Regions from separate parts of the Sus scrofa genome. Here region 2 is linked to region 1. The links are chromatin contacts, called in public HiChIP or PLAC-seq maps. All regions are on one chromosome and are shown on one strand. The core of a region is the stretch at or near the end of the contact, and the rest is flanking DNA. Distances in the headings are between cores, read along the strand shown. Region 1 has its middle 32 kb from the start of INPP5F. Region 2 overlaps INPP5F (phosphatidylinositide phosphatase SAC2).

What was found. HiChIP or PLAC-seq counts read pairs in DNA pulled down with a chosen protein or histone mark.
Region 2: a contact with region 1 is called in an H3K27ac HiChIP or PLAC-seq map of alveolar macrophages. The contact joins two enhancer-like sites. A contact is called at or near these places in 6 of 47 Hi-C or Micro-C datasets (blood, embryonic fibroblasts, heart right ventricle and 2 more) and 1 of 2 datasets of contacts at active chromatin or transcription factors (alveolar macrophages).

What each region holds. Positions count from the first base shown.
Region 1 is chr14:129,543,483-129,548,229 of Sscrofa11.1, reverse strand. No RefSeq gene overlaps it. Among named protein-coding and RNA genes, the nearest start is that of INPP5F, 32 kb to the left of the region's middle. Within about 2 kb of position 2,364, at least 4 of the 83 cell types and tissues checked have an H3K27ac peak or open chromatin away from gene starts, as enhancers often do. A contact at or near this core is called in alveolar macrophages, where this site is marked.
Region 2 is chr14:129,601,657-129,606,403 of Sscrofa11.1, reverse strand. The region is part of intron 2 of INPP5F (phosphatidylinositide phosphatase SAC2); the gene reads right to left. Among named protein-coding and RNA genes, the nearest start is that of INPP5F, 26 kb to the right of the region's middle. Within about 2 kb of position 1,838, at least 6 of the 83 cell types and tissues checked have an H3K27ac peak or open chromatin away from gene starts, as enhancers often do. A contact at or near this core is called in alveolar macrophages, where this site is marked.

The DNA of each region.
Region 1 (4,747 bases), core at 1,115-3,614:
ATATGACATATATCTCTCAGACCTGAGAGTTCTAACATATGATATACACATAAATACAACACAAATTTCATTGACCTTCTTGTCCATGGCTTGCTTTTCCACTTAACAGTACTCAAAATGGAATATACAACCAGATAATGCCAACAGCAAGATTCCCTGGGTGTTAAGATTATGGAAGAATTTTTTTCATTGCATATATTTTTTGCCTTCTGAACTTTCTTTCTTTTCTTTTCTTTCCTTTTTTTTTTTTTTTTTTTTTTTTTTTGGCTTTTCCGGGGCCACTCCCATGGCATATGGAGGTTCCCAGGTTAGGGGTCTAATCAGAGCTGTAGCTTCTGGCCTAGCAACTCGGGACCTGAGTTGCGTCTGCAACCTACACCACAGCTCACGGCAACGCCGGATCCTTGACCCACTGAGCAAGGTCAGGGATCTAACCCGTAATCTCATGGTTCCTAGTCGGATTCGTTAACCACTGAGGCATGACAGGAACTCCCCAAATTTTCTTCAGTAGAAGAAAAGCTCTATCCTAGCGCACAGATATTGAAGGATACAGGTAGAAACAGTCAGAATATAACCAAGGCCATCTTTGGCGCTCTGCGTTAGAGCTGGGTGATGGGTGAGCAACCCTATACAGCAGTCAGATGCTTCTGGGCAGTGACTTAGCAAGTCTGTGCCCCAAGCTACTGAAGGCCTGATAGGATGGCATGCGGATTAAGACAGAACACAGAGTCTTCATGGGCTCCTCTCTTACCAAGAGGCATGATCACAGGGACGCTGAGAAGAGACCCACCTTGGCCTGGGAGCAGATGCAGGCAGTAAATTACTTCTAAAATCAGAGTACATACACACACACACACAGACATATATGTCACCCACTCATGTATAATCTGTATATACATACATATGTGCACATATATAATATGTGTACCTGCACACACACACATATACATATATCTACAAGCGTATTTGAAAACAAGAGACAAAAAGATGAGTTATCTATATCCTGGTTAGTTTCTCATTTGAATGAGTTATCTACATTGCTACTAATGTTGACATCACTACAGAAATCCATTGGGATGCATGGTGAAATGCAGGCCCAAGTCTTTTTTTTTTTTTTTTGGGTCTCCCTGAGTTCCCTGGGCCAGGGATCAGATCTGAGCTGCAATTTTGACCCATGCCACAGCTGCAGCAATAACTGTGGAAACACCAGATCCTTAACCCCCTATGCTGGGCTGAGGATCAAACCTGCATCCCAGGACTCCAGAGATGCTGCAGACCCTGTCACACCGCAACTGCAGCCCAAGCCTTTAGAAACCAAGTCTCCTATCCCTGCTGCAGGCCCATGGCTATCTGTCTCACTCACTGCTTGCTGCCATCACCATCCACTTGCAGAATCCTCACAGCAAAAGGCAATAATAGATGGGGAGAGAAATTGTGTTACAGACCTAAGTGACCCTTCTGGACAAGCCCAAGGATTAGCATTTGTGGGTCAAAAAGAAAAATGAATACAAGTCAAGAATGTATTGGTTCAGACACAGTTGCAAGTGAAACACAACACAAAACAAATAAGAAAATGAATTGGTTTACATACTGCAAAGTCCAGGAGTTGATATCCATCAGGCATGGTTGGATCCAGGAGTTCAAACCCTGTTATCAGAAGTTGGTCTTTCACCACCTCTCAGCTTTGTTTTCCTCTAGTTGACGTTGTTTGGGAGTAGGTTCTAGCTGCATGATAACCCCTGGAAGCTCCAGGTTCTGAGGCTCTGGTCAACCAAGCCTGAGAAACGGCATAAGAAAGGGAGGAGTTTGGTCCATTTGAGCCACATGGCCTGAGGTGGAGGATCCGAATTTTCCCAAAGTAAAACTGAGGGTCTTCTGTCAGCAGAAGAGGAAATAATGAGCAGATAACAATTTCAGGTGCCATACTGGTGATCACATTTTTTTCTGAGATCTCCCTTATCTGTGGGGAAGTCACTCAACCTCTCTGTCTCTGGACACTGATATGCATATCTGAAAATGAGAAGGCTGTACCCCCAAATCTCTAACGTCCTTTCCTAGACCAGCAGGGAGTCTTAACTGTTCTTGATAGGAGGGTTGACCTGCCAATCCACCACTATGGAACCTCCCCTTTCCACAGAGGGAAGAAGTTGCTTCTCACTTGAATGTTTCAAATGCAGGCTTTAGGCTTTACCACGATGTTGAGTTTCTTCTCTGCCCAGACCTTGCCCATTTTGCCTGAAGAGGGGCAGCTCTAGTCCCAATAGGAGGAATGATGGTGAATGCTCTGACTTCCCATAATTACTGCCACCAGTAAGAGCTATGGGAGAGGGGGAGCTGCCGGAGTGGGGTTTCTTACTAGGTTTCTAAGAAATAAGCATGACTCATCATTCATTTTTCCATTTTCATACGAGGATAAAATAGCCCTGTCTCACATGATGAAATTTTATTTTGACCCTGCTCCTTATAAAAGAATTAAAATATTAAGAACATTTGGCTTTCCCCCCCAAAGTCAAGACTGCATTGATAGGAAACCAACCAAGAGACGTGTGGGTCACATCATACCATCGTCTCAAGTGGGTGTGGTCAGTTCCCTTTACTGGAATAGAATTCTCATCAGATCGTGAATTAGATTATTTCTGATTCACAAATCTCCCCAATTTGAGAAAGTGATGGTCTTATTTATTCACGGAGTGAAAGCATGAATGAATGATGACTGTTTTAATCTTGAGGCCAGTACCACATCCTGGACTCACTTTTTTTCACTTGGTTTTCAAATAAGGTCTTGGTCTTTGTTAGTGTATCACGTGTATTAGAAGAAATAAAAAGTAATGAAAGAGGTAATTCATTCTGAAATGGAACCCCCAGTCACAAGAATGACTTCCTGAGAACACGGGAAAGGATTTCTTCCGACTGGGGTAAAAATGGAAGGCGCAGTCATGAGTCGCCCCCTACCGCACAACGAGGTGAAATCACTCACTCCAGGGTTTAATTATTTGAGTGCTTCATTAGGAACCATGGAAGCAGAATGGCATGAGTCCAAGGGGAAGTGGCTTGCTAAAATGCACAATGAGTTACTGGGGATGCTGGAATGAAAAGCTACGATCTCAGGACTCCAGGGTCTGATTTAACTAAGCCAACATCCATCCAGGCCAGAAGCTGCCTGGCTTAACCTGTGTTCATAAATTAACTGCCCCCTCAACCCCTGCCAGAGATTTCACTGTCAAACAGCTTTTGGTAAAGCCTGAGCTCTGAAGAAATATTTTGAGTTTCACATTCCAATGTATCACAAATAAAATCACATATATAATAAAATAAACCATCTCAGCTGTACATTTTGTACTAATTAATGTTATTCTTGAGACCCCCCCCCTCCTTTCTTCTTTTTCCTCCCTCCTTCTCATCATCATTTTTTTTTTTTTTTGGCCACACCTGCAGCCTGTGGAAGTTCCCGGGCCAGGGATCAAACCCGCCCCACAGTATCAGCCCAAGCTGCTGCAGTGACAATGCCAGATCCTTAACCTGAGCCACAAGTGAACTCCTCTTCCTTGTCATTTTACGAAACTTTTTTTTTTTTTTTTGCTTTTTAGGGCTGCACCCCCTGCACGTGGAAGTTCCCAGGCTAGGGGTCGAATGGGAGCTACAGCTTCTGGCCTACATTACTGCCATAGCAACATGGGATCTGAGCTGCATCTGCGACTTACACCACAGCTCAGGGCAACGGCGGATCCTTTAACCCACTGAGTGAGGCCAGAGATCAAACCTGAATCCTCATGGATACTGGTCAGGTTGGTTTCTACTGCGCCACAATGGGAACTCCCCATTTTAAGAAACATAATCCTTAAGACTGTTCATGAAATGATTATGAAATGCCATTTTATTTTTAAACTATATGTTATAAAATTTTGATCATTAGGGTGAAATATAATCAAAAATAAAAGTTACTGTATTTTTAGTATTTCTAAATTACTGTATTTTTAGTATTTCTACTGTATATTTAGTATTTTAAATCCTGAGGATTTAAAAATATATGGAGATAATGTTTTGTTTGGTTGGCTTTGGTGTTTTTTTGGCTGCACTCACAGCATGTGGAAGTTCCCAGGCCAGGGATCAAACCTGCACCACAGCAGCAACCTGAGGCACAGCAGTGACAATACTGGATCCTTAACCCGCTGAGCCAGCAGGGAACTCTGTCATTGGGAATAATGATCATTTTGTCTCTTTTTGTCTGAAAGAACTTTGTGACCCAATAATTCATCAAAATTATCTTTAAACATATTTTAATATAACTGGACACTTAGGAAGAAATTTATAAATTATGCCATAATTATAACTATGTCAGAGAGTGGACCGAGTCATCTTAGAACTTTCATTATTCAGGCAAGAGTCTTCATGTAGGCTCTTTTAGTTATGAAAATTTGGGGCAAGTAGGCTCTCGTTTGCCATGAGTAGAAGGTGACATAAAGCTTTTTCAAAGGATTTCTTCCTTAATGCCTCTCAATAAGCAAATCCAGTTGCCAAGGAGAAAGAATATAAACTTGCTAATAGTTAAGAGGCCCCTTGGGGCAAAGTCTCCAGATCCCAGCCCTTTCTCTCTGAAGGTTCAAAGACGGGAAAACCTGTTGGGATAGAAAAAAGGTCGCTGACAGAAAAGAATACCAAAGTCCGGGGGGAACTCTGAGCGAGATCTGAACCAGAGAGCAGGGGGTGGGGGTGGGGGAGGGGAGATGGGTGGGAGGTGGCAAGGGGA
Region 2 (4,747 bases), core at 589-3,088, 59 kb before region 1:
GGTGATGTGACAACACAGGGGGAAGATGGCCATCTACAAGCCAAAAAAGAGGCCTCAGAAGAAACCAACCCTGAAGGACTTTAAGCCTCCAGAACTGCAAGAAAGTAAATTTCTGTTTGAGGCCCCTATTCTCTGAAACTTTGCTGCGGTAGCCCTAGCAAACGAATCCAGTTCCTAAGTCACGACTGCTTACATCCCATGAGCCTGATGACAGTCATGGCTCACCCACGCTGCTTTTAGACTGTCAATGACAACTGTTCAAGTAAACTTATGTTCCCATCTCACTAGGCAAGAACAAAAATTCGTGCATTAATATGTAGAGAATAAGTAGGAGGGAAACAGGAGTGAGACAGAGTTTAAGTACATTTTACTCCCCTCATCTTCTACCCACAGAAGGTAAGATGCTCCAGTGGGAAAGTGCACATGGTGTAATTATCTCAGTTCTAACACACAGCAGGAGCACACTGCCCATTGGCCAAGCTGGTGGTGTGGCCAGAGCAAGAGCTTTAACGGGGCACAGTGAGGGAAAGCTATGAGGCCTGCCCTGGACAGAGGATGAACAAAGAGAGACAAGAAGAGTAAGATGGATGTTCAGAGGGCGAGGAACCGGGGGTGGAGTGACACACAGGGTGGGGTTGCAGTTCTCGAGTGGGTGAGGGAAATGAGAACAGCAGGGGGCCCATAAAAGATTTTCCTTTGCTTCCTCCCCACACCCTTTCTTAAAAGCCAAACCTTAGAAGTGATGTGACAAGACAAGAAAAAAGAAAAAAAAAAAAAAAAAAGGTACAGAGGTTAGAAAAGTGAAAACTGAGACACTTTCCTGTACTTCTTCACTTTTTAATTTTTCTTTCTTTAGTTCAGTCAACTTCCCAATTCTCCTTCTTCTAAAATATCCTATATAATACGTACATACACTGCCTACCAACTTGTTTTGGGTCCAAAGAAAGGCACGTGGTACACGGAGGCAAAGTGCATGTAAAGAGGGGCCGACCACACAAGATGACCATGGGAAATGACCACACTTTTGCCACCTCCTAATGACTATTTTCACTGTATCAGACTTGTCAACCAGTAACATATTTGTACAATGCTTGTAGGAAATGACTTTGGGTTGTCTGCCAAGTACAAACAGTCCTGCTTAGAGTGGTGGGCATGTTTGAACTTGGTGACGAGGGAAGGCCCCTGGTTCAGGCTGAGCCGAAAAGAGCCTCTTCTCTAGGGGTCTGAACTAGATAGCTAGTCTTCAGGGGCTGTAGGGACCATCAGATGTTGGTTGGTTGGTTTGAGGACTGCAGCTGGTTTGAGGACCATATAAGGGCAGTAATTTTGCCCCACATACACAGAAACAAAGAAAGCCAAAAGAAGAATAGGAGCTGTGCAAGGAAAAGTGGTGGCCAGAGACCACCTGCCACAAAAGGTAATCTCAGATGCTGCACAAATCCATTTCTTGGTTTTATTGCCTTGAATTCCTAATAAAAATTTGTTTGCTGCATAAGCTGATAGTTTTGTATTTGCAACCAAAAGAATAAAACAGTGATAATTTACTAAGCACCTTTAGGTATATTATCTCATTTGAAACTCATAACACCCTAAGGGAAAAAGTGGGCAGTGATTTTTACCCTTGTTTTACAGTTTTGGAAGCAGAGGCTCAGAGGCATTGTGGCCCCAGTGAATCATTCTTTTGGGATGCAAACCCGTGTGAAGTCTCTTCCTATGTTGGTTCCAGGCTTGGCTGTGTGACCTCCTTTGACTAATGGGATATTAGCATACTCAGAGACACAAGCAGAGCTTGTGCAATGTACAGTTCCCTCATACATTGGAACCTGTCATCTTGGCACTGTGAAAGGATGTCCAGGGATCTAGGAGAGAGAGGACCCAAGGAGAGGCCTTGAGATGAGATACTTGAGCAGAGCTGCCACATGAAAGAAAACTGAGCAGCCCCAGGCAAACTCCCAGCTGAATGCTACCTCACAAATGCCCCCAGCCAACAGAAGAAAAGGGCAGAAGTGCTGTGTGGTCATAGAATCATGAGCTATTCCACACTGCTGTTTTAAGGCATTAACTTTTGGGGTTGCGTTATATAGCAAGAGATGACACAGATGTTATGTAACTGCTCTATCTCAAACCTAATAAATAAAGCTTGAATTCAGGTCTCTTGACTGATGCCTGTGATTTATTCACAGTTTCAAGATGTAACTGAAATTGGAGAAAAATAACTCAAAAGTTTCATACACTTCACTTAAACAATAGAAAATGAATTTTAGCTCAGAACATTCAACTGTGAAATTATCCTGTCAGCATATAAATGAATTAAAAATATACATATGTAAATGTGGACAGGTAGGAGGGTGTGACTAAAATACTTAGCATGTTACACAATATCTAAATGCTTTTCTCCTTTGTATGGAAAGAATTTAAAAGCTACCAAAGACAGAATTCAACAACGCTCACAGCAGTATTATTTCTAATGGCAAAAAAAAAAAAAAGACAAAAATTACCCAATGACAGCAAAGAACAAATTATGATATATACAAACAACAGTGAAAATAAGGAATTAGTTTCATATATCAGTTGGATAAATCTCAAAAGTATCAAGTTGGAGGGGGAGAAGTAAAAAAAAACAAAACAGTTTAATATCATTTACATACAAAATTTCTAAAACAAATCTTAGCAACAGATTGTTTGGGATACATATGTAAATAAAAGCAACAGTGAAGATCAAGGGACTATTAAGTATAGCATTCAAAATCCCAGGTTCTCTGGAAGGGAAAAAGCAGGAGGATACACTTAAAAAGCAGGGAGGGCTCCAAAGACGTGGGTCAAGTTTCATTCTTAATTTGGCTGGAAGAAAAATGTCTGTGTGTTTCACAGCAAACCATATTGCCTACCTGTGATAAATAGCTTTTTGTCTCTATAAAATATTCAATAAAAACAAATTTTAAAAAATAACCAAAGAATCTAGCAAAAGAAAATTAGACTGTCTCTGGCAATCTGTGCTTTATAATATCCAGGAATCAACCTAGCTTCCAAATACTCAATATTTTGTTCTAAGAGAAAAAAAAAGCACACTACAGAGACAGCTACTTTCCCATTTACATAGGAATAACTGTAAAGCTTCCTATAGCTCATAACATATTAAAATCAATACCAAGGGAAAAACAGATATTTAAATTTCATGCTTAAAATATTTCATTTGGTCCTTTTCATGACTTTTTGGGACCTGCCTATAAAACATCTACTTTCTCATGAATAAAATTCCCTCTAAAGCCAGGGCACAGGTGCCTGTCCTTCCAAGGGAGGACCTGGTGAATGACCTAGACCTTCCATCAATTTGTCTGTCCTGAATAGAGCCCCTGGAAAGGATGCACTCTGTGCTAACAGACTCACACTCTTCCCCGGCCAGAGCTGACCATCTCAGGAATGGACAGCAGACCCAATGCCAACCAGTCCTGGTCTGCCACCTGCCCACCTCCCTCTCCAGACTTATTCTCACTATCCTCTCCCTCAAAACTAGTACCGTATGTATTTCTTTCTATCAGAGCACTGACCACAATTAACAAATAATTATACATTTCAGTGATTACTCACTAAAGTCTGTCTTCCCTCCCAAACCGTCAACTCCATGAGGATGGGAATGGGTCAGTTTTTGCTCACTACTTTATTCCACCAAGTAGCACAATTCCTGACATACAGGCATTTAATAAGTTGTTGGTTTTTTTTTTTTTTAAAGAGGAAGAAAGGATTTTTATATTACGCCTCCCTTTCTCTAAGCTTTTTGGGCATACCTTAGAGATCCTGTAGGTTCAGTTCCATTCTATTGCAATGATGTATCGCATCAAAATGAATCACAGAATTTTTTTGTTTCTCACTGAATATAAAAGCTCTGTAAACTGTAGTCCTTTTCCTTTTCTTTCTTTTTTTGCTTTTTAGGGCCAAACCTGTGGCACATGGAAGTTCCCAGGCTAGGGGTCAAATTGGAGCTGCAGCTGCTGGCCTATGCCACAGCAACGCAGAATCCAAGCCACATCTACCATCAACACCACAGCTCATGGCAATGCCAGATACTTAACCCACTGAGCGAGGCCAGGGATGGAACCAGGTCCTCATAGATACTAGTCAGGTTCATTACTGCTGAGCCATGATGGGAACTCCAAACTGTAGTCTGTTAAGTGTGCAATAGCATTATGTCTTTAAAAAAATGTACAAACTTTAATTAAGAATACTTTCTTGCTGAATATGCAATGGAGAAAAGACACTCTCTCCAACAAGTGGTGATGGGAAAGCTAGACAGCCACATGTAAATCAGTGGAGTTAGAACACACCCTCATACCATACAAAAATAAACTCAAAATGGCTCAAAGACTTTAACATAACACCTGACACCATGAAACTCCTTGAAGAAAATACAGGTAAGACATTCTCTAACACAAATCATATCTATGTTCTCTTAGGTCAGTCTCCTAAGGCAATAGAAATAAAAGCAAAAATAAATAGGACCTAATCAAACTTGTAAGTTTTGTACAGCAAAGGAAACCATAAACAAACAAACAAAATAACCTATGGACTGGAAGAAAATATCTGCAAATGATGCGAGTGACAGGGCTTAATTTCCAATTATAAAAACAGCTTGTACAACTCAATAACAAAAACACTAAACAACCCAATTGAAAAATGGGCGGAAGATCTCAACAGACATTTCTCCAAAGAAGACATACAGATAGGCAACAGGCACATGATAAGATGCTCA